5 separate regions of the Mus musculus genome follow, and regions 1, 2, 3 and 5 are each linked to region 4. A link is a contact called in public promoter capture Hi-C data. All regions are on one chromosome and are shown on one strand. Each heading gives the region's core, a stretch centred on a gene start, on an enhancer-like site or on the middle of the called end of the contact. The rest is flanking DNA. Distances are from core to core; before and after follow the strand shown. Region 1 overlaps Ctso (cathepsin O). Region 2 holds the start of Map9 (microtubule-associated protein 9). Region 3 holds the start of Npy2r (neuropeptide Y receptor Y2). Region 4 holds the start of Tmem144 (transmembrane protein 144). Region 5 holds the start of Gucy1a1 (guanylate cyclase 1, soluble, alpha 1).

Region 1 (4,210 bases), core at 94-2,593, 2.1 Mb before region 4:
TCTTCAATTCACCCTGACCAAAATACTTCCTTAATGTAGACAGCCAGAAAGACAACAAGCAAGCAAAAGTCCCAACTGCTTCCAGGAGGAGAATACTATGTGACTTCTGATCCCACCAAACTCTCAGAGGTGCACACTATCCCACAGAGTCCGTTGATCAGTCAACGTCCTGGGGATTTCCTATGAAGTTTGGCTGTCCATGTCTTTGCAAAAAATAGAATGTCCTAGGTTGCTTTACAAAATGCCAGTTTGCTCTTAGAACCTCTCTGTAGACAAATTGTTGGAACTTGAAGGTGCATAATGCTTAGAGTTGAGTATGATGTTGGATCACACTATGAAGTGCATCATTTTCGTAGTTGTCTCATGGTGAATCCAAAACAATTCATGATCACACAAAGACAGCAGCTACAGAGTCTGCAATGCCTAGTACAAAAGGTAAGGAAGGATAAAATTTTAAGAGAAATTTCCTCTGCACAATTTGCTTGACAATTTGAATTTTCACTTATGTTGAAATATGTTAGTTTCCACTACCAAATTAGTAGTTATGCTTAGCTGCCAGTATAAGAAAGGCAACACTAAAGGCAAACAATAGAAGAACACTTAAGATTTTTGTTCTAAAAATCAAGCCATAATACACGAACATATATTAGATCTACTCTTCCATGATATGTATTTCCTAAGGGATATTTATACCTAAAATATCTTATGGAATTTATTTTAAAATGTTTAAAAATGTAAGCTCTTAGATTTGAAGTTCACTATGATTTAATACAACATAAGTGTTTATAAGCTTTCTTAGTGCATCAGAATATAGAACTAGCCATCACAGTAAGAGCGTTAAGAGCCCATTTGAAAACTAAATTTCATTTTAATGACCAATATTTTTTAATTTGCTTGGATTATGGAATAGTCTCTGCCTTTTGTTCCTGTTCATTGTAATACTGTGGGTGGCACTGGGTATACAATGTTCAGGAAATAAGGTTGGTAGGCATTTGTATCCCAGGGCAATCAGTAACCAGGAGGCCTCTGGAGACACAGACCGTGGAAGCAGGTAAAGGGAAGAAGACATCTGGGAGGCGAGAAAAAGCAGAGCCGTGAAGGCAGTTGTGAACCACATCTTCACTGTGTGCACTGGACTCACCAGACCCACAGTCCTGGCAGAGCTTTCTACACAGTCAACTTTTAGAGCAAACTAGACACAGCTCCCTGCTGCGTTAAGAAGCTATGTGAATCAGCAGCAGAGGCTCCTGGGCAGCTGAATCTCAGCTGTGAGCTCCTAGGGCACAAAAGCAGCCATGAGGATGATGGAGCAGCAGGGGCCTCTGCTCTGAGAAGTTGGCTATTTCCAGTATGGAATCCATTTGGCTGTCTAGTAGGACAGGTTAATTACTAATTTTCATCGCCTCTATGCCCTGGGGTAAGTGAACAGCGATCACTAGATTGCAGCAAAAATACCTACTCTTAAATTTTGCTGTAACTCTTTTATCTGTCTCAGAGGGATAAAGGGCCTGCAAGTTGTGAAGATTTGTGGGCCACATCGTTAGAAATCATTAAAACGAGAAATGAGTGTTTCTCCATGCAATTCAGTTTAACTCGAGGATTTAGAAAATTTGATGGTTTTCCAGACCCAATCTTACACTACAGTTCTGAATACAGGTTTCAGCATCAGTGGTAGAACCCCGAACCACCTCTTTCTGTTTGCTTTTTTGTTAGGTTTGTTATACACTATACAGGCATCTGCCTATTTGGTAAGTCTTGCGGTTTCTATGGGCATTTTGTAAGCCTTTTCCAGGTGACAAGGTCCAAATTAAGCAAAAATAAGTGTGCTGTACAGATTTTCGTACTTTAACACAAAGAAAACTTGATTCCTGATTTTTTTCTTTCCATGCTTCCCTTGCTTTTGCAACATCGAAGATCAACTCCAGGGCCTTGAGCATGTTACTCAAATGGCCTCACACCGACCTATAGCCTCAGCTACTCTTAGCCATCTTGAACAATTAGGGCAAGTCATACGTTGTAAAAAGTCAAACCGGAGCAGGGGCATGTTCTGGGGAAGTTTAATAACCTAGATGGAGTATATAATCTGTTTATTTTTAAGTAGTTGTTTTGTTAAATTATTGTTTTATTTTGTGTTTTAACACACACAAACACATATAATATATTTTTCATTTTGTATGTGTGTTTAATAGTGTATTATGAAACACTTCATTTCTCATTAACAGGATAAGCAACCACAAAAGAGATTAACACCACAAAAGGGCACTGAGCCCATAGGAAGCACTCAAGTCTGTCATGATCATATTTTCAAAAAGCCCTTCATATTTAACCTGAGTTTTCAACACAAATTTATGACTTACCACAAACATTACCTCCCATTTTCACGTGGGCATAGCCTTCTACTCCCCAGGAGGATCCCCAGGAGTTTCGCACCATCCAATATGGTGTATTTCCTACAAAGGTTAAGATGCTCAGATACACTGATAAACCCATATTGATTAGGAGCAAATACATTTCCATATTTAAATTGAATATGCCATCAATGTAATTGCTGCAAGAGAAGCATACTATAAATATACAGTGATAAAGTGCATTGACTTTCTGCAAATTATTTTCTGCAGGCAGCTCCATAAACTTGAACTGTTTATTCTGTCATCCTATATGGCAGACTCTGTTATTACAGAAGCAAATAGGCCAAGGCAAATTCGTTCCCATGGAATTAGCAGGTGGAGTGTTAAATACATTTGATAAACTATCAGGTTTTTCACTCCTGCCAACACTTACTCTAAATATCACAGATGAAACATTCACTTTATGTGAATAAAATTATCATTCACAGACTAGGCTGTGGCTCAGCACGGGTTGTGTACACACACATACACACACACACACACACACACACACACACACACACACACACACACTCGGGAGGGGGGAGAGGGAGGTGCGGAGAGAGGGAGCCGTAAAAACGTGATTGATCTGTCGAGACAATTCCATGAGGACAATCAGAGACAGGCAACTTGTGAGGCACAGCAGAACACCTCAGTGGCGTCCAGTCCAGGCAGCCTTAGTTATGAGCCCCATCTGGAGAAGGATTCGGGGCGCTAGTACTTACCTGTCCTATCAAAGCCTGTGATGAGAACGGCATGGTTGGCCTCCCCACTGGAGCAGTGATGTTGGATTATGCCCCCCAGATAATCCTGCCAGCTCATCGCATCAACTATCACAACCAAAGGGCCGAAGGACAGAAGTGCTCTGGCCATTTCATCCTCTTGGCCCCTATTGAAGGAAGATATAGACACAGGTCAAGAATTTAGCTTTGTAAGGCAAAAGTAAAACACGACATTTTAAATCTGTGTTGTATCAGTATATGTTTAAAAGCAATCACAAAAGAATACACACAGACATTAAATGCAAGAGAGTTTGACAGTCCAGGACTGTACCGGACTCCAGGATGTTAGGAGCTCACCCTCTTTCCATATCTTTTACTATGAAATATATCTATTTTACAGTCTTGTCAGGGACCAATGTTTTTGGCTTTCCAGATATTTAACACATATTCCAATCAGCATAAAACACAAAAGAGAAATTCTGTATCCCTGTTGAGAAGATTTCCAGGAAATAACACTTTTGGGTGTATGAATCTCATTGGCCAGAACTCAGTTATAGGACCAGCGCAGGCTTCTAAGGAGATATGGACAAAAGTTTGTATTTGGTAAACAAAGCATTCCTTTAAACTGCAGGGTTCATTTTAATAAAAGAAAGCAAGTGTAAAGTTTTGATATTTGTTCATACTTCGACACCTCTAGAGATGAATATCTGAAAACAACAGCACCCACTTTTGTCAGTGAACATTAATGCCCGTATTACAAAGAAGCTTCCCACAGAGGGACACAACCAAAGAGGAGTCAAAAAATAAGAAAACTTCAAGATGCTCGCAGAACTAGGTGCTAGGTTACCGAGATTGCAAAGCAAACAGTTGTTACTTTTACAATTACTGGTTTATAGCAAAATCCAAGTTTACCCAACATTTGGCTTTCGTCCATCCTAAATGTGTACGATCAAACCACTATTTACATCTTTCAAAGGCCAGCCTGTGGGTGAAGGATACTGAAACCATGGCACTGGTAGTTAAGGCCGTAAAGATAGCATGTGGTGGTTTATTGCTACCACAAGCTATGAAGGATTAGGGGTTTTCGGAGTAAATGCTTCC
Region 2 (4,829 bases), core at 2,285-4,784, 2.5 Mb before region 4:
ATGAAGGAGTGAGACAGAAAGCAATTCAGGCTGGACAGAAAAAGATCACTAGGAAGCTTAATATTTTAGCCTAGCTGGTGCTGAATGCAAATGGAGGCCCCCAGCTCTGCACTGGAGCAAAGGGAAGGGAGCCCTCAGGGTAAGTCCCCTCCCAGCCAAGGAGCTAAGCTTCCAGTTGTGCAAGAGCAGAAGGAATTTTCTGCTTCTAGACAACAACTTGGTAAAAAGGGTGTGATTCACGGGAGTAAGAGTCTGTCCCAAGCTGGCAGCCAAACTTGGCAGTATCATCCGCCTGGTTCTGACTTTGGAGGCACAGAATATGAAATAGTGAGAGGATCATAGATGCCCCTCCTATTAGAGAGGCCCCCTAGGCCAGGCAAGTTAAGGCAGGGCAGTCTATGCATACTCCCCCTGAGAGGGGGACAGGCCGTTGTGCGAGACTGTGAAAGGGAAACCTGGGCTGTGGTAGGGACCTCAAGATATTAGAGATGCAGTATGACGAGATCTCTGCCAGAGTGTTACCTATGGCATTAGAACCAGCCCCAAAGGCAGATGCATGCAGCAGGCAGAAAAGCTCGAGGAACAGAGCCAACTAAGTCCCAGACACTAGACACGGAGCCATTGGGGCTTGGAGTTTGCCCTACTATGTTTTAGTCTTGCTTTAGTCCAGTTATTTCCTTACTATGCCCCCATTCTTCCTTTCTGGAATAGTAATGTCTGTCTGTCTGCCTGCCTGTATGGACATATATCCTATCCCATTACATGTTAGAAGCATGTATTCTGCATTTTGATTTTTTCAAGAGGCTACAATTAATAACCTTTAATTAATAGTTCTTCTGATTGACTTCAGAAGAATTTTAAACAGTGCAGAAAATGTTAAAGACTATGGGGGACTTTAAAGTTAGACTGAATGCATTGTGCATTGGCCATGAGTCTATGGGTTATAGGAAGTGAGTTATGGTCACTTGGGTGAGAATGTTTCCCGTAGGCTCAGGAACTTGACTACCTAGTCCCCACGTGATGGCACTGTTTGGTGAGGAGGGACTGGCTTGTGGATGAAGTACTTCTCTGGGAGTGGGCTTTGTCACAGCCTTGACATCATTCCAGGTCTCTTTCTGCTCTGTGTGTCTGCCGTTGAAGGCACCTCGCTCACATCATTTTGAACTGTAGACCGAAATGAACTCTTTTTCTAAGTCACTTTTGCTCATGATGTTTTACACCAGCAACAGAAAATCAGTTACTATACCCTCTATTACAGCCCCAGATCTGGTCTGTGTCACAAAAGCATTACATAAGCACCACTGTTTAACCCTGTGAACCCCGGTTGCAATTACAGATATAGAATTCTTAAAGTTGAACTTAAAGATGAAACTACTTCCAAAGACAGCTTAGTCCTAAGGTAGCATTTTACTATAGACCTAGTAATAGTTTTAAATTTACATTCAGAAATAAGTAGAGATAATTTGTGATCTCCTTGAAAATTAAGAGTGGCTTCCTAACTCACTGCACACATAGAATTCTGAAGCTAGTGAATTCACAGGCATCCATCATGAGAGGTTATGGGATAGGTGAAATGCAACTAAGACAGCAAAACACAGGACCCTGGCTCATTTGTCTATTCACTTACATACCAATCTCGTCACTGTCAAAGTCATCGGAGTATTCGGAACTTCTCTGCCTGGCTGACCGGGCTGTAATGGCTCTGATCAGCTCATCCTGCAACGAGATCAGTAACTAACATCAATTCCCATTCAAGCAGGGATGTCTCGTACTTAGATCTTAAAACAACTATACTCGGTTATTCTACATTCACATTTAAGTTCATTCACCCAACTTTACTCTAAGCCTACGCTGTACAACGTACCCACGTCATCAGACTCAGCGCAGAATTGAGCCATTTCCTCGGGACTGGTAAATAAATAGGAAGTGACTACTAGTATTAGATAGATTAATTGCAGGTTACAATCTTCGCTAAATGCTAATGAATGATAGGGGCATCAATTTAATTGGATTTACTAGAAACTGACATTCTGTTACAGATGCCTACATTTTGAGGGAGGGAAGTGCTTAGGTTTGACAAGCATGACAGGCTACTTTGATAGCCTACCACTGAGGCAGACCCTCAGCCTCAAACTGGTCCTTGAAGTGTATTACAGAGATGGGCATAATGTGATAAACACGGGAACAAGAGTTGGATGCAGCATTGGCACAGTCAGACCTTGTGACGCTTACGACAGAAAACCAAAATCTAAAGAGAGCCAAGCTCTGAAGTCGCTCTTTGGCTTGCAACTTAGAAACCAAATATTGAAGACAGGATCCTACAGAGAGGGGTGTTTCAATACTGGAGCCCAAAGTTGACAGATGACCTACAACACACTAACAGTGAAGCAAGAACTCCTCCCACGTCATGCCAGATCTTGTGAGAACCAGCAAGGGCTAGGCAGCAGCATAATCAAAACCAAATGCTTTGCAGCGTTTTACCTGAAAGGAAGTTCTCTTGGTAGCCTTTGGACTCTTGGTGTACGCCAAAGTTGTGCTGAAGATTTCATCGGACATGGTGTGTCCTTTTTCTCTGCTTTTATACAACAGTTAATAAATTACTGAAATAATTCATTCAACCTCTGATGGTGGCTGAAATATACATATAAATATTTTAAAGAATTAGACGTTTTTACATGATCAAGACACTGTTCCTGGGATTAGTGCCCCACAACCCCGCTCCAAAGAGAAATCGCTCTAATCATTGTACAATATATTCACCTAAAAACGTTAAGAGCGTTTTATGTTAAGTACATAAAAATTTCACAACAAATTGGTTTTCACGAAAAGAAAATCCATGAGGAAGTTATTACTGTTCTACATCCACTAGAAGGATGAATGAACTACATAATAACAAAATGTTGCCAAACAATTTCACTTTCCATTATTAAAAACACACAGCATTGCGGACGCCACCACGACTTAGTTCAAGCTGCAACCAAGAGGACTGTCAAGGTTCCCAGCCCCGGAAATGGCTTGCACATAACAGTATTCAAAACGATGCTTAACCACAAGCAGCAGCGACATTTTCCCAAACCATTCGTTTGCTGTTACACACACATCTCCACACTAAGTTGCAGCACATCAGGCTTCCAGCGCGCGACGTCGGAGGCCCATTTGGATCGCCGGCCACCGCCCAGAGCTCCCCGGGCTGGCCAGGCGGCGTCCGCATCCCAGCTCCGCGCGGCTCCCGGCCCAGCACGCGCCAGGGCCCCGCACACCCAGCACGGTCCCCTCCGTTCCTCCACGTACCACGGCCCGCGCCTCCTGCATCCACCCCGCTCCCCGTGCACCCGGGCCCCTGTGACCACCTGAGAACCCAGCGGCTATGCTCTAGCACAGGTGTCGCCCCCGGCCCGGGCCTCGCGGTCTGGGAAACCAGGTATTGGAATAACCTGGAGGCGGGGCAAAAGATGGAGGCAGAAGGCGGTTGCTAGGCAACAGCGTCCCCGGGAGGAAGTGACTTCCAACCGCCTGGTCTCTTGGGTACCCAACACCGCCTTTCCGCCGGCGTCGCTGGGACAACCGCACAGACCAAGGAAGTGACATCACTGGTGGAGGTGTTGGGAGCGCGGTGCCCTATCAGCTTGTGTGCAATGGCTGTTACCTAGGAAACAAGACCGGCCCTCTGCCATCACGCCACAAGGAACCTTGATTGCCCCTGCTCAGAGTCCTTGTTTATAGGCAGGTATTGCGTGACCACGATGCAAAGCTTCCTTTTGCTAGTTAGAACGTGGAATGCGTGAGTCAGTGCAGTGTCAGCGGACTCAACAGAACGACGTAGTAGTGACGTTTGCAATCGTCGGAGTTAAACTGCACGTTTGATTCTTGGAATATGCAAAATAAGATCTCTATGATTTGATAAGAAACTAATAAGACTGTCTCCTTAAAGGATTGCAGTGAATACCGAATACAATATATAGCGAAATATTGGGAAATGTTTAGAATCGCATTCAGTTAATATTACATAGGAGCGTTTCTTGTAAGTAATGCAGTTGGGGGGGGGGGGGCGGAGGAGGAGGAGGCAGAGAGTAGGGGTAGGGGTGTGTGTGCTAAAGTATCCCATAAGCACACACAGCCCAGAGCCTGTTTTACATCTTTGGTGAAAAGTTTACCCTTTCTATATTTAGTAGATAATCTGGTTAAAAAGAAGTCAGCAAATAAAACACAGGGGAGAAGGCTGGAAAAAGTACTGCTGACAGTATCACTATCTTTGCCATTTAATAATTTATTAATACACAAAACACTTAAACTTTTAAAGTTACACAGACTTCATCTATTTTTAACTTGAAAAAGGTATGTCGAAATCAATTCATTAACAAGTGACTAAACTTGTTTCTGTATCTCCACAATGTTTCTTTTAAAAAATAACCCTGACAAATAGATCTTTAAATACACAAAAACAAATATGAAGTTCAGTGAGAAAAAGGTTTCTAAGTAATATTTGCAATAACTCCTTTAAAAAGCCTAGTTTAAGTTTTTCAACTTGTTCTTGGTTGGTAAATTTGTTTTGGCTAATTATGTTGTTTTTAACTATTTTTAAGTGAATATCTGCATAAGGAAAAGATTTTCTATTTTCACCAGTTACTGTTAGCTTTTCTATCCTACATTTTATTAACATCTATGATTCTGATAAAGGCCCTGTACCCACGGCGGGTACCCAAATGGGAAGAACTAATTTTTAGATAATGTGTAAGGGCTCTATTCATTTGGTATTCATTTAACTGATATAACTTTAATGTAGGCATGACTTACAAAAATAAACTTACAACAACATCAATGATAGAGAA
Region 3 (4,258 bases), core at 49-2,548, 2.7 Mb before region 4:
TATCAGATTCTATACTTCTTATGACCTATAATTAGGGTGTGTGACTTTCAGTGGCCACGGGACTGAAAATCCATTTCCCAATAAAGGAGTAATTATTACTACGTGGGGGAGTACTTGTCTTTTAAAAATAGGTTAAGTATAACTTTTTTTTTTCGAGACACCTAATCTAAATCGAATCATTGTTTTGTATCCTTCAGAGACATTCTGAGAACTAATGTGGCCATCCTTATTTTATAAATTAAAAAAGAAAGAAAGAAAAGAAAACAACAAGAAGAGTGATCCAATGCAGCGAGGTGACTTGTGCAGCTCTGAGAGACACGGTGGTTAAGACAAGCCTGGCTTCCTGGCTTTCAAGTCTCTACTGCCCCCTTTAAAATCTGAAGGAAAAGAGACTTGTAGCAAACCTCTGGAAAGACTGCTGGTGAATGAAGAGTTTGCAGGGTAAGGTTGAAACAGCCCTCTAGCGTGACTGAAAGTCCTGCATGTCCTCTTTCAGCCTTCGGGCTTCACTCCTGAGGAACATTTCCCGAGGCATGGTCTCCCTGCTCTCTCGAAATCTCGAATGGTGCAAGAACTAAAGGCGAAGAATTTTGAAGTCAACTAATTGGACAAAGAAAGACTGTTTTACGACCCACTGCTGTTCTCTACGTTCTTCCCGAGGGACAGTTTTGCCAGTGTTCCGCTGGGACACCTGGGCTTGTGATCTGAAGGCGCAGGGTTCCAGGGACACCTGTTAAGGGCTTTGCTGCTCCCGTCCCCCAGGCACTGGACTCGTGTTAACCACAGTTCCTGTGCCTGCGCTGTGTGGCAGGGCGCGCTGGCTGTTTGTCCTTGGGATCCAGCTTCTGCGAGGAGTTCGTTCTCCTCCTTGGTTTTTACACAAGGAAACTCCTAGCCCAGAGTGGGATTCTGCCCCTCCACCCCAAGTGTGGAACCTCTCTCCAGCCCACACCCGCAAGCCTGAGGTGTCTGTCGCTGTTCACATAGCCAGGGACCACAGCTCCCTCCCTGCATCGGGGTTCGCCACTGCCCTGCACTTTTCTCTGCAGATTAGGTGAACTCCTAAGTGGAGTGAATAGCAGCTGCAGGGAGTGGTGGCGAGGAACGATGAGGCGCTACGCTGCATAGCGTGCAACTAAGGTTGGAGGACACTAATCTCCAGTCTCTGACTACGGGGAACTTATCTGCCTCACTCCCTCGCTCCGCAGTTCCCCTACCTGTGTCCTTTCCTTCCAGGGCGGCGTTTCTCTCCACTTCTATCTCCGATCCTCCTCCCTCCCCACCCACTCCTACCCGGGGCTCTGAGCTGTGCAGTGCGGGGTCCCTGATCGAGTGGCTTTAGAGGTCCACCGAGAAGCCGAGCAGGCACAGCATTGCAGCTGTTCCGCTTTGCCGCTCCTGCTTCTGATCTCACTTGCTGGCTCACACCAAATCGGACCTGCTTTGGGTGCCTCCCAGGACTGTCTCCAGACTGGCTGTTTAGATAATCCCTTGCTTGAAATTCCTGGATTCCTCATCTGAGAAGGAACGCGCAAGAGTCAATACAGTAAGTAAGTTCAAACTCCAGTTCTCCTTCTGAGATCATGAACAGCCCTAGAGGAGCCCCGGGTCCTGTCAGGGGTAAGAGGGCATGGGGATGTGTTCCGAAGGGGAGCCGCCCACCCCTCCAGGCATTAAGTGGAACACTGGAACTAGGTGGGCTAGTACCACTTCGCTTTTCTTCTTTTGCTGGACTTTTTCTTTTCTGCTGAAGGTTATAGACTGTTCCTTGATTGAGCGCTACAGTATGAGACAGTAAGATATGACTTTGCCCCCTCTTTAAAACTCAAGCACTTTCTGAAGTGCAAGATCATGTAGGGTTTTCTAAGGCTGTTCAAAAATAGAGATTTATTTAGGCTTCCATTCATTTCCCCAAGATGGGGTCACCTACTAGTAGAAGTCTGTGGTTGTGTGGCATGGTGGTGGTGGTGGTGGGGCAGTAATATTTAAATGTCATTCTTAGTAGAGACTAGTCATTAAAATCCCAGTGTCATTTAAGAGACTACACTACTGTCAAAGACAGGAAGCACAAATACAGGAAAGAGAAGCATTCGCTGACTTTTCAGATGATCCATCCATCTCTACTTAGGCAAACAATAATGCCCTGTATGTTGCAGTGTTAAAGACCGCATCTCCCCTCACAGGAGATCCAACAGGTGCAGGCAACTATAGTTTGTAGCATGGAACTTGGGGGTTTTCCCTGGGAAAACAATACTGGAAGGAGGGCTAGACAGGGATGTCACACTTTGCCCACCTGGAGTGACTCTATCTCAGAAATAACTTGCAATTCCAGTGATTTCAGCATGTAGTTAAAGCAGGAGAAGGTTTCTGGCTTATTAAAGAAAGCACCTAGAGCGTCAGAAGGAAAAAAGCATCATTTCCCTTTCTACACTGACTGCTTCTGTAATAAACTCAGTCAAGGGGCACCTGTTCAAGAGAACAGCGCTATTCAGAGTTTTGAATTTCTTGAATAACCTGAATGTCTCATTTTGCCTTGTTTCAAGGAAAGGCTCTCCCCCTTGCCTCTTTCTGGTTTGACTGGGGGCCTCAGGAGTGTCACGCGTGGCAGTGTCTACCCTCACGTTCTCTTTCACTCTCCTACTTTTCCAGAAGTGCTGTTGTGAATGATACATTCTGTGTCCTGGGTAGTGCTTTGCCCAGCCCAGGGCTAGTACTGTGCCTGCATGCAGCTCAGAGTGTTCACAGGGTAATAGCTTGCAGATCGATAGCCATTCCTGCAGAGGAGCTGTAAGACTCCAGCGAAAGGATTTCAGAGGGAAGAAAATGTGATTGAAAAGAAAAAAAAGGAAGTAGTCAATAAATCAAATGCGCTTCTCTTCCCAGTGCCCTTAAATCTGTGCTTACACTCAGCTCGTGGGTGCAACTTTTGCAAGTCTGCTCAACTCTGGTTGCCGTGGATGGTCTGAGTAACTGCTCCATGAAGTCAGTCTCTTAGCTTAGGGAAAATGGGACAGCCAATCAAAGGGGCCAGGGTTCAAATGCCATGTTTTCATAATGGGCAGTGGGGCTGGTATCCCTGGAACGTTCTGTTTGAAATCTATGTTGACTTGTATAGAATGGACCAGTATAGCAACAAAGGAAAACACACAGAAAGTTCCCAGGCCCCTAGAAGTGTGTGTGTGAGTGTGTGTGTGTGTGTGTGTGTGTGTGTGTGTGTGTGTGTGTGTGTAGCGCAGGGGCAGGGGAGATATGAGCATTTGAGAAAAAGAATTCTATGTGGAGCATACTGACAGGCGATTTCAGAGGTTGTAATCAGGAACTGATTTAATAGGGTCTTAGGGCAACCTTCTTGAAGAAGCAAGTAGCAAGTACCAGACTAAGAACAAGCAAACAAACCTGAGGCTGCTATAGCAAGGCAAGGAATCCTTTGTGTTTTTACATTTATTCAAGAAGGGAATTGAAATTATACTTTGTATTAAAAAGGTGGCAGTAGTTATTAATAAAATTGTATTCTCCTTTAGCTTTGTATTGGTTTTGTCCAATAATTGAGTAGCTTTACTGTACCAGAGGGTGCACTGTGAGATTAAACAAAAGGTCTTTAGAGATGGCTGTCCTAGGTTGGTAAACTGGAACAGTCACACTGTGGGCAGTGATTAAAGGGAGAATGAACCTTCTGAATGACCGGAAGAACGGCAGAGTCCTCAGTTCACCACATGGGGAAGCCTGGGGTGTTCTCAACTTGGTAGCCATTCAGTATGACAGAGCAGCAGATGTGTATTGAGATGTCAAGGAGAATCAGGACAGAGTGTCTGCAGGGATGTCGGCAAGCCTTGAGTGCCATAGTAAGGAGCTGAGGTTTACTTTAGTGAGAAAGCAAATTAAGATGTGTTTTGAGCATATCATGAATCAAAAAATTCCATTCAGGGCTGTAGATGCGAAGGAGTCCACGAACAGAGATGGTTATATAAGAGGTGGGGGGATGAAGACTGAAAGTTAGGCCAATTTGAGATTACAAGAATAACACCTTGTTACTACCTTAAACCTAAGGGAGATAGAAAAGTTAGGCAGTGTAACCTAGGCCCGCAAAACACCTCCATCCACCGGAAACCATCACAAGGGGTCTACCCTGTGGTAATCAAGGCCACAGAGGAGCTGCCGAGGCTACCCAGGGTACAGAGAGAGGAAGGAGAAGCCTTGGTTTTTCCTTCCTTTTGCTTTCTCTCCACGCAGCTTTCTCTTTAAACTTATTTATACATGT
Region 4 (4,409 bases), core at 1,085-3,584:
AAAGAGCTCTCAGGCCTGAAACGAGCTCCAACATACGTTTACATTTTAGGGAATTCTCAACAGAGGGAGTCTGTTTTTCATATCAGTTTAAAACAATAGTGAAGGGTGTGGCCACAGGGTCTCTTTGGTCATAAAGTGATGATATCTTAGATTCTGTTTATGTTCTGTATCTTTGGGAAAGAGTCTGGGTCTGTGTACTGTTGGCTTAACTTGGAAACTGTGCTGACTCTGCTCCAGACAGCTGCAGTAGAGCAAAGACAGTAGCAACGTGAATCATGGGAATGTTTTGCTTGCCCAGTACATATAAAAGTTCCTCCTACAGTGTCTTCTACTGTGTGTACAATAGATGATGTCTAAAGAGTATGCAAACCTATCTTAGTTTGAAATACTCAGTTGGGCTTCCTCTGACAGCTGAGAGGAACAGATGCATAGACCCACAGTCAAACATTAGTTTCATAGAGCCCAAATTGGAGATCTCCACTGGGTTCCTCCCCTTGGGCTCCGGAGACCCCGTGGAAGAGGCGGGGAATTGTAGGAACCAGAGGAACACAAGAACACGGCCCACAGAATCAACTAAGCAGGGCTCATAGAGGCTCACGGAGATTGAACCGGCAATTACAGAGCCTGCCATGGGTCTGCGTTAGGTCCTCTGCATATACATTATGGTTGTTGCCAAAACACCTTAATTTAATGTGGAAAAATTTAAAGAAATTAATTGCAAAGTACATAAAGTTAAACTTAATAAGCAAATCTCTGCCTGTTTATGTGTGCACATAAACAGGAAGTTTCTCGATTTTTTCAATCACTAAATTAATCATTTCTCTTAAGAAAATGACCTTCTTTCTTTCTTCATGATACTCTGCCTCCCAGTGCAGTTCTCTGATGGATGTAGAGTTGAAAAGCAAGGCTTCCTTTCAAGAAACCTTATCTCCTAACGTCTCCACTTTTCTTCTCTTTCTTGTGAATCTCACATGACCAGATAGTGGATGGTGTCAGCTTAATCCACTCCAAGAGGCCTGCCTGCCTCAAACTCAGACTAGGCCAGGACCTAGCACTTCCTCTTCTTGAAGTTCACATCTGTGTCTTCTGCTGTGCTAGTATCCGGCCTAGAGAGACAGCCTTGCTGTCTAGGAGAGGTCTGTCACACACACACACACACACACACACACACACACACACACACACAAGAGCGCGCACACAGACACATATGGACGCGCGCGCACACATACACACACATGCACGCACACACACACGCACACAGTCACACACACACACTCACACGAACACATGCACAGAGAGAGAGAGAGAGAGAGAGAGAGAGAGAGAGAGAGAGGGAGAGAGGGAGAGAGGGAGACAGAGAGAGATGAACACACACACACACAAACACACACACACACACACACACACACACACACGAGCGCACACACAGACACACATATGGACGTGCGCGCACACATACACACACACGCGCACGCACACAGTCACACACACACACACACACACACGTGGTTTTCAGCTACAGAAGAGGCAGGTAAATCTACATCATATGCTAGTGGTTGCTTTTACCTCTGAATCTCAATCGGATGTCCGAAGCCTGCACTCCTGTCCATTGCTCTTGATTCTTACAGCTCTTTAGGTGGGGTGGGATACAGCTACTGCTCTGGAACGTGATGCACAGCCTGGTTTCACAGGAAAGCTTCCTGGAAGCTATTTTCAAAGAAATTACCTCCCGGGCCAAGCTTTATTTTCCGCAACTCCAGTGTATGGATTTGTATAAAGCCACCTCCCTTGTCTACTGAAATGTGCCAGCAAGCCACAAAGGCATTTAGTTCACATTACAGTAGCACACATTAATTGTTTACATTTGTCTAAGCTCATGATTCCAGCTACATGGGAGGCTGAGGCAGGAGGATCACAGAGTCTACTTGGGCTGTGGAGTGAGCGTTAAGCCAGTCTAGGCAACTTCGGAATAAGCTGTCTCAACTTTAAAAAGGGGGAATGAGAGTTGGGAGTGCAAATTAGGAGAGATTGCCTAACAACAAAGGCAAACCGGGATGGAATGAGCATTTATTTTGTAACTGTGTGAGGTAGCTCCGGCTTTGTCTCATCCACAAACTGCACAATTAAAGGTGTGGTGTTTAGCAGAAGGTGACTTGCTACTCACTGAACGAGCTCTTCTTTAAAGGGGGGGGGGGGGGGGGGGCACGACACTCTCTAGTTAACTCGCTGACTGACAGAGGGCCTGAGGACTCCTTAGTCACCTGACTGAGCTCCAGCCCTCCGCTGGGAGGGTGTCCTGAGCCTCCGCCTGGGAGGGACTCCGGTCTCCCTTCAGATTCCGGCAGGAAGTCCGCACGCGTCCAGGGAAGAGTCAGCGCAGTGAGACCCCACCAGGTCACCTGAGTCTAAGGTGCCCCTGGGTCTGAGAGCCGCCCTGCAACCTTCAGCTCCTCGGGAAAACTCGCAGAGCAAGTAAGTGCCAGCACTCGTGACGTCAGCCCAGAGACAGGCGAAGCTGCACTCAGATTGGAGGAAATTAAAGGAAACCAGAAATGAAATCTTTAAACTAGAGCAGGCGGCATTGATCGAGCGCCGGCACTATCTTAAACGCAGGGGAGGAGCTGCTTAAAACTTTAAAGTAGTCGGGAGAAAAAGCAGATATACCAGTAATGAAACGAAAGTAGTAAATTTTTTAGAAAGAATGAATGTAGCTTAATAAAATATTAAGTGGATACTTAACACGTAAACCTTAGAATCCTTGGACTTGAGACTTTTCCACGGAATGTTGAAAGCTTTTACCTTGGAGAAATACGAACTATTTCGATAGCTGCTGCCTGGTTGGTAATCTGTCTAAGGTAAACGCGTGTGGGCAGGTCACGTGCTACCTGACCCACGTGATATTTATGGTCCTATTGTCTAACTAAAACTTGAAAAAATTTTAAATGAATGGGAGGGATCTAGCACAAGTTTAAAGCTTGACTGAGCTCTGAAGCGAGTTTAAAGTCTGCCTAGAAAAGCTTGGCGAGACTGTCTCAAATCAAACAAAGTAAAAACGGGGTTCGGGTATAGCTGAGCAGAGCGTTTGCCGAGCATGCCGTATTATTAAAAAATATAATAATAATAATAATAATAATAATAATAATGGATTTTGTTTGCTTGCTTGCTTTTTTAAAGACAGGGTCACACTAGTGTTGTCCTGGATGGTCTGGAACTAGCTATGTAAACCAAGCAGGCGATGATCTCAAAGATCTTCCTGCTTCTGCCTTCTGAGTGCCGGAAGTTAGCTTGCTACCAACCTAGACTGAAAATAAGATTTTTAGAGGAATAATTTGGGGCTAGGTTTGTGCGAAAAAAGGGTTGGGGATACATGTTCAGTAAAGTAATGATGCTTCTCTTTACCACAGAAATGTCACTGATTTAACGCGAGATGGACTCTTCCTTATGGCAGTCTGGGATTGTTGGTTCACAGGGAATTAGATCATGTGCTTTTGGAAATGCTCTGGAGCCGTGTGCTGTAAACGAACATCGTTTATCTAAGGCAATAACTGACTGGAGTTGATTCAGCAGTCAAATGAGGTCATGCGCTCTAATTAGCACTACTAATTATTCATCCAATTCAGGCTGAAACCTGTGGCTGCCCATCAATACCCCTTAGTGGAGCCTTCTTTTCTGTAAAATAATCTACCTCATTAAATGGTTAGGCACTGTCCTCTTAGCCATGCACTTGCTTTGCTTGTTTTAATTAAAATGGAAAAAAAATGATTTCTTCGCTATTAAACCTGTATTTTAAGTCCCAGGACAGCTTTCCAAATAGCTCTCCTGCCTCATATTTAGAAGTCCTGTTAGTTATTTGCTTATTTATTAGGTCTAAATGGAATCTCCTGCCTCGTATTTAAAAGCCCTGATATTTTTTTATCTGTCCTATTTATTTAGTGAACAAAGAGAAGTCTTTACACAGGTTCCCAAGTGCTGGGGCTGTTGGTATGTGCCAAGGATCTTTCCTGATACCACATTCCTCTTTTCTTCACTGAGAGAGCCAGAACTTTTTTTGTAGCAATGATATCTGATAGAACTTTTTACAGTGACAGAAAATTCTAAATTTGCAGGGATCAGAATCTTGGCTGATGGACACCTTCGTCAACTGAGTACTTAAAATATAATTTAGCTGAAGACCTGATTTCTTTCCTTGTCTTGACCTGAATAATTGTATTGAAAGGTTAGTTACTTTGTGCGACTTGGTGCTCCCAGAGTGCACAGCAGGGATGTCTACCTGCCGACTTTGTACTCTTCTGTAAGCTGCCGTTTGAACCACACTGCTGGTGAGGTTGGATTTTGCAAGATCATCTTTTATCTTCATTTTTAAAAATTGATGGTATAGATATTTATTTATGCATGCATACAGCATGAAC
Region 5 (4,767 bases), core at 776-3,275, 2.3 Mb before region 4:
TAAATTCCATTTTTTTCATTAAACTTCATTATTAAGAACTTATGGGGAAAAAATGCGGAAACTTAACCAGGCCAAAAGTCATCACAATGAACTTCTGTGCCGTTGGAATAGCCAGTGGAAGCTGTGAACTTCCTAATTATTCCAGTATATTCACTGTCGAATATATTTTTATGTACTTATTGCTTATAATGGGTCTATTTAACTTATTGACATTTTTGCAAAGGGAGAGGAGGTTATAGAGGGCTCGGTTTGCACTGAGAAACTGTATTTGTTAACATTTATGGTAAACTCTCATGACTTTGCTATTTGTCCCTAGCTTGCCTCCTCTCCATACACACACATCTTTACCTGGTTGGTTGAATTCCTTTTTTCCTTTTCTCTTTCTCTCTTCCCAATCCTGACTACTAGGAAAGCCTTTGAACAGAAAAAGTTGACAAAAAGCCTAGTCCCACATTACTGACATTCCTGAAAGCTGCCCCAACCCCCCTCACCTGAAGTCAGCACTCACCAAGGCCTCCCTCAGGAGTTCTGCATGTGGCAGACGCATCCTTTTTTTTTTTTTTTTTTTTTTTTTTTTTTTTTGCCTACAGTTTATACAAAACTTCCTTGCCATAGTCTTCCTGAGACTTCTTCTGTTTTCTATTCTCAATAGAGTGAAGACACATGGGCTTTCCCCTACATGCCATCCTTATATCAGTGTCAGATCTGAAGATGCTGTAAGACTAAAGTGTCCCTTATCTGCTCAGCACGTCCTATCTCAGAAGGGAAGGACCATGGGAAAGAGGGACATCAGTGTAGAAAGGTAGCTCAGGAGTCCTTACATGAACAGTACAGCAGAGACAGCACCCTGTGCCCTCTGCATCCTCCTGCACTCCACTCACCTTTACCTTCTACCCCATCTTATCTCCTGGCCACCACACCACCACCTTGCCACCTGCCTGTGGCCCTTTGTTCAGTCTCCTCTGCTACCAACAAGCAGTTCCTTCCACATATCCTCTTGCAAAACTGAAGGGCCCTTCAAGATCCCACACTGACACCATTATTTCAGAAACATTTTATCTGTCAGAGGGATGCCCCCCCCCCCACATGAATGTTTCTGTCATGTTTTATTTACTTTAAAACTGATAGGGCTGGCTGCTTTACATTATGAGTCCCTTTGTTTTTGTTTCCTTTTGGGCCTTACGTTCATGGTCTGAGAATAGATTTCACTTTTCCTGCTGAACTAAGAGAAGTTCATGAATTGCTCTGGGAGTAAGAGAAGCTTTGGAAATGACAAGAAAATAACAACAAAACCCAAAACAGAACCAGCAAAGGACCTACGAGGTTTGGTTCCATCTTAAGGCCAAAGTTTCCCTGGTTCCTGTAGCTGTCTTGGCATTTCTGGCTAATTCTGTTTCTGTCTACTCCCATCCATTCTTTAGGACAATTCTTATGGTTGTTTTCACTGGACAAAACGTTTCTCATATGAGTGGGGCCTCCTCAGTGAGACCAGAGTCGATGATGAGTCGAAAGTAGATATGTCAAGATAACTTTTTGTCTTAGACTTCTTGGACTTGGAGGATTAAAAAGACACCAGGAGTAAGTGTGTGTGTGTGTGTGTGTGTGTGTGTGTGCATTTTTGTGTGTACACATATGTGTGTATGAACAATGATTTAAAAATAAAAGAACAGTTATGCACACACACATGCATTAACAGCAAATAGGGCTGAGTGTAGTGAACCAAATAGAGGCAAGACCTTACTCAAAAAAAAAAAAATATTCTTGTGACCACAAAATTACCTTTGAAATGAGTAGAGTAGCCTCAAACCTAAAAGCCAGGCCACCAAAGCCACCCAAGGAGAAAGAAAGTTCCCCACCAGGTTTCAGATTCAGGAAACTACAGTGGTTCTGCACCAGCTTGTACTAGAGAAAATGTTTTTAGTTTTAATGTGCCAACTTTTCAACTTTTCTTAGAGTCTCTTTTTTTCTCTTCCTTGTCCCCTTCCCTGCTATGTGTGTGTGTGTGTGTGTGTGTGTGTGTGTGTGTGTGTGTGTGTGTGTGTGTGTGTGTGTCTGCCTTTGGTGGTTTGGAGGATGGCGACTGGGCGGGAGCAGACTCAGTTCTCTAGCTGAGCCTGGGAGAAGTGGGAGGGACTCAGAGCCGCGGGTTTCTCACACACCGCCTTCTAGGCAGCCCTCCTCCAGTGCCTGCCAGCCGGACCGGACCCCAAGGCGAAGAGCAGCAGTGCACAGCCTGGGGAGCCAGCGGAGCAAAGACACCTTTGGCCCGATGCCCCTGGCCTCCTGTGATCGCATCATGGTGGGTTCGCTCAGCTGTTTGCTTTTCTACTGTTTGGGGACTGGAGAAGGGGACGAGGCACGGTACTGAGACGTGGGAAGAAGTCCTGTGCGGCAGGGAAGAGACAGACTAGAATTCTTTGGGTCATGGCAGGGAAAAACAAAGGCGAGAAGTGACTACAGCACGGTGGGAACCAGCTCTGGGGGTGTTTCGTGGGTCCCTCCGCGCCACTAGCGCAGGTTAACCATGATGTGCTCTGTGTGGCCTTGAGTGCCCTGGGTGAACCCGCTCGGGACCGACAGGTGCGACTCCAGTGTCACCTCTCAGTCCATCACCAGCGCCACCGCCCTTCATCTGTGATCTAGTGCGGCTGTGCTCTGCTGGGTGGCAGCTCCAGGAGGTTGCGGTCCCCAGGTCTGGATATCACTAAGTAAGTGATAGCGGTGCCCTCGCTGGCCGGCCGGGACTCCCTGTGCATACAGCCCTCTACCAAGTCTTGGCTAAATCCTTTCCCACACCCTCCCCTGATCTCGTTCACCCCTGGGAAGCAAGATCACTGTTCCCACGCTGGGGAGAAGCGAGGAAGGGACTCCCGGGAGGGATAGCGGTCAGGGAGCAGCTATGGCTGAGCTCTGTGGTCCCGCAGTGGGAACGTGCGAGGCGTGGGCGACTGTCTCCCACGCAAGGCCGCCAGCCCTGGGCAGCTGGGTGGCATCCTTCACTCGGGAGCAATTCAAGGACGCCAGGACCTAAGAGTCCAGCTTGTGGCCCTCATGCGGGCTTTCCTCCGAGGATGGAGGAGCTGCTCAAAGCCCCAGAGTATACAAACTGCAAAGTTCCAGCCACTGCTGGGACCAGAGCAAAGTGTGCCTGCACAAAGGGTATGTGAGTGTGACTGCTTCTAAGCTGCTTTTCTCTTATTATTGACTGAGATGCATTGGAAGGTAATGGCCAGGCATCACAACATTCTCCCGGGCCTATCTGAGTTGACAGCCTGTCCTGGGTCCACAGTGTTATCTCTAAGTGAGTTTTGTGTGAGGGGCTGCATCCCAGTGTGGTCACATGATTCCAGGGTATGGGTTTCCTGAGCCTTTCTTTTGCTTTCTGGGAGTTATTCCTTCGTTTTGCATTTAAAAAGCACTTTACATTTTCTGAGGTAAATCAAATGGCTGCCAGCTCGCTCTCAGAAGTGATTAGATGCCTCTTGATTTCCAACATATTGCATGGTTTAGAGGAAGATAGATTACCTACATTTAAATTATCATAATGGTTTTTTAGGGTCATCGGTTCCAAAATAATTCTTGTCTATATTCGGACTAGTGCCAGGCTTAGTCGGAGCCCTGCTCACCTTTTCTATTGCATGCTCTCGGAGACACTTCAAGATGAGCAGTTTTGAGTTTTTGTTCATAATGAAAGAAAGAGCAATCTGTTGTTTTTCCTAGACTGTTGTCCCCCTTCAGGAAGTATCATGTCAGGTAGCAGTGATCAAGGGTGGCAAAGGACGATGACATGAAACTGGAGTTCTGAAGCAACTCTAGTACTTGGCCTTTACCGATTATTAAATGGTCTGGTCCATGTATTTATTTGAGGAGTCTTGTAGTCTCAGAAACTATACTCAAATATTTGAGCTGTTGCACTTTTAGGGAGATGGAAAAAACTCCGCTGCAGTACTGGCATTTAGAACCCCACAGCAAAATAACGACAGAAGTTAACACCGATAAGCTGAACATTTTCTGGTCCGAATCTTAGCCTCTGTACAAAAGGGTGTGGATGCAGACTAGCAGAAGACTTCAAGGGTTGTGCTACATACAATAGCTAAACATTTCAAATGCTGGTGAGGAGCAGGAGGGTGAGGAAACTGTATACACTACCTGGGAAAATGTAAACTTGGGAAGCTACTGTGGATGTCAGAATGGAGGTTCCTCAACATACCTAAAAATAGAAATACCACATGATTGAGCTCTACTCCTTCAGGTATATACAGGAAAGAGTTTGTGTCAGCCCACTGCTGAGATAATTACTAGACCCAGTAGCCAAGATATGGAGCCGTTCCAGTGCCTAGCAACAAGTGAATGGATGAAGATCATGCGGGATGTGTGCATGCTGGGTAGTTACACATTTGTTCCTCCATAGAGTGGAATAGAATTATGATGTTTTCATAGAAATGAATGGCAGTGGACAGCCGTAAGACATAACAGACATTCTCATATGCAGTCTAGAGTTCTATATGTGTATGAATGAAATGACTGTGAGAAGGGAGGGAAGGAGGGAGCCAAAGAGAAGAGGAGTGGAGACAAAGAGAACAACTGGATCTGTACAATGTGAAAACACAAGGAGAAACCATTTTAAGGAAAGAGAAGACCCACAGGATGGGGAGGGCAGTGGGCAACTCTGAACACTGTATACTATACACATACATATACACAAAAAGGCCACAATGAAATCCCATGCTTTGTATACTGAATAAACCAATAAAAGAAGAAAATTAA

What was found. Promoter capture Hi-C pulls out the DNA fragments that hold promoters and counts their contacts.
Region 1: a contact with region 4 is called in a promoter capture Hi-C map of second pharyngeal arch cranial neural crest. The contact joins the enhancer-like site here to the promoter of Tmem144 in region 4. A contact is called at or near these places in 8 of 39 promoter capture datasets (the C10 cell line, the HPC-7 cell line, cranial neural crest and 5 more), 1 of 484 Hi-C or Micro-C datasets (ventricular fibroblasts), 2 of 115 datasets of contacts at active chromatin or transcription factors (bone marrow-derived macrophages and hepatocytes) and 1 of 9 other capture datasets (macrophages).
Region 2: a contact with region 4 is called in a promoter capture Hi-C map of pre-B cells, with 7 times the contacts expected there. The contact joins the promoter of Map9 here to the promoter of Tmem144 in region 4. A contact is called at or near these places in 12 of 39 promoter capture datasets (the 3T3-L1 cell line, 3T3-L1-derived adipocytes, the C10 cell line and 8 more), 3 of 484 Hi-C or Micro-C datasets (CD4 T cells, CD8 T cells and pre-B cells), 4 of 115 datasets of contacts at active chromatin or transcription factors (astrocytes, large pre-B cells, stem cell-derived neural progenitor cells and 1 more) and 1 of 9 other capture datasets (liver).
Region 3: a contact with region 4 is called in a promoter capture Hi-C map of hippocampal neurons, with 4 times the contacts expected there. The contact joins the promoter of Npy2r here to the promoter of Tmem144 in region 4.
Region 5: a promoter capture Hi-C map of hippocampal neurons shows a contact between it and region 4, with 2.6 times the contacts expected there. The contact joins the promoter of Gucy1a1 here to the promoter of Tmem144 in region 4. A contact is called at or near these places in 4 of 39 promoter capture datasets (the C10 cell line, frontonasal cranial neural crest, hippocampal neurons and 1 more).

Annotation. Positions count from the first base shown.
Region 1 is chr3:81,950,439-81,954,648 of GRCm38.p6, reverse strand. It overlaps Ctso (cathepsin O), which reads right to left. Exons shown (of 8, transcript NM_177662.3): 6 at 3,113-3,276; 7 at 2,358-2,450; 8 at 1-423. The coding sequence ends at 389. Among named protein-coding and RNA genes, the nearest start is that of Ctso, 20 kb to the right of the region's middle. Within about 2 kb of position 1,343, at least 2 of the 459 cell types and tissues checked have an H3K27ac peak or open chromatin away from gene starts, as enhancers often do. A contact at or near this core is called in second pharyngeal arch cranial neural crest, where this site is marked.
Region 2 is chr3:82,356,777-82,361,605 of GRCm38.p6, reverse strand. It overlaps Map9 (microtubule-associated protein 9), which reads right to left and starts at 3,534. Exons shown (of 14, transcript NM_001081230.1): 1 at 3,351-3,534; 2 at 2,482-2,631; 3 at 1,632-1,716. The coding sequence starts at 2,556.
Region 3 is chr3:82,545,125-82,549,382 of GRCm38.p6, reverse strand. Npy2r (neuropeptide Y receptor Y2) reads left to right here and starts at 1,298. Exons shown (of 2, transcript NM_008731.3): 1 at 1,298-1,546.
Region 4 is chr3:79,840,834-79,845,242 of GRCm38.p6, reverse strand. Tmem144 (transmembrane protein 144) reads left to right here and starts at 2,334. Exons shown (of 12, transcript NM_001379543.1): 1 at 2,334-2,472.
Region 5 is chr3:82,143,204-82,147,970 of GRCm38.p6, reverse strand. Gucy1a1 (guanylate cyclase 1, soluble, alpha 1) reads left to right here and starts at 2,025. Exons shown (of 9, transcript NM_021896.6): 1 at 2,025-2,299. It overlaps Gm29921 (a long non-coding RNA gene), which reads left to right. Exons shown (of 9, transcript XR_867373.2): 8 at 1,203-1,323; 9 at 1,422-1,573.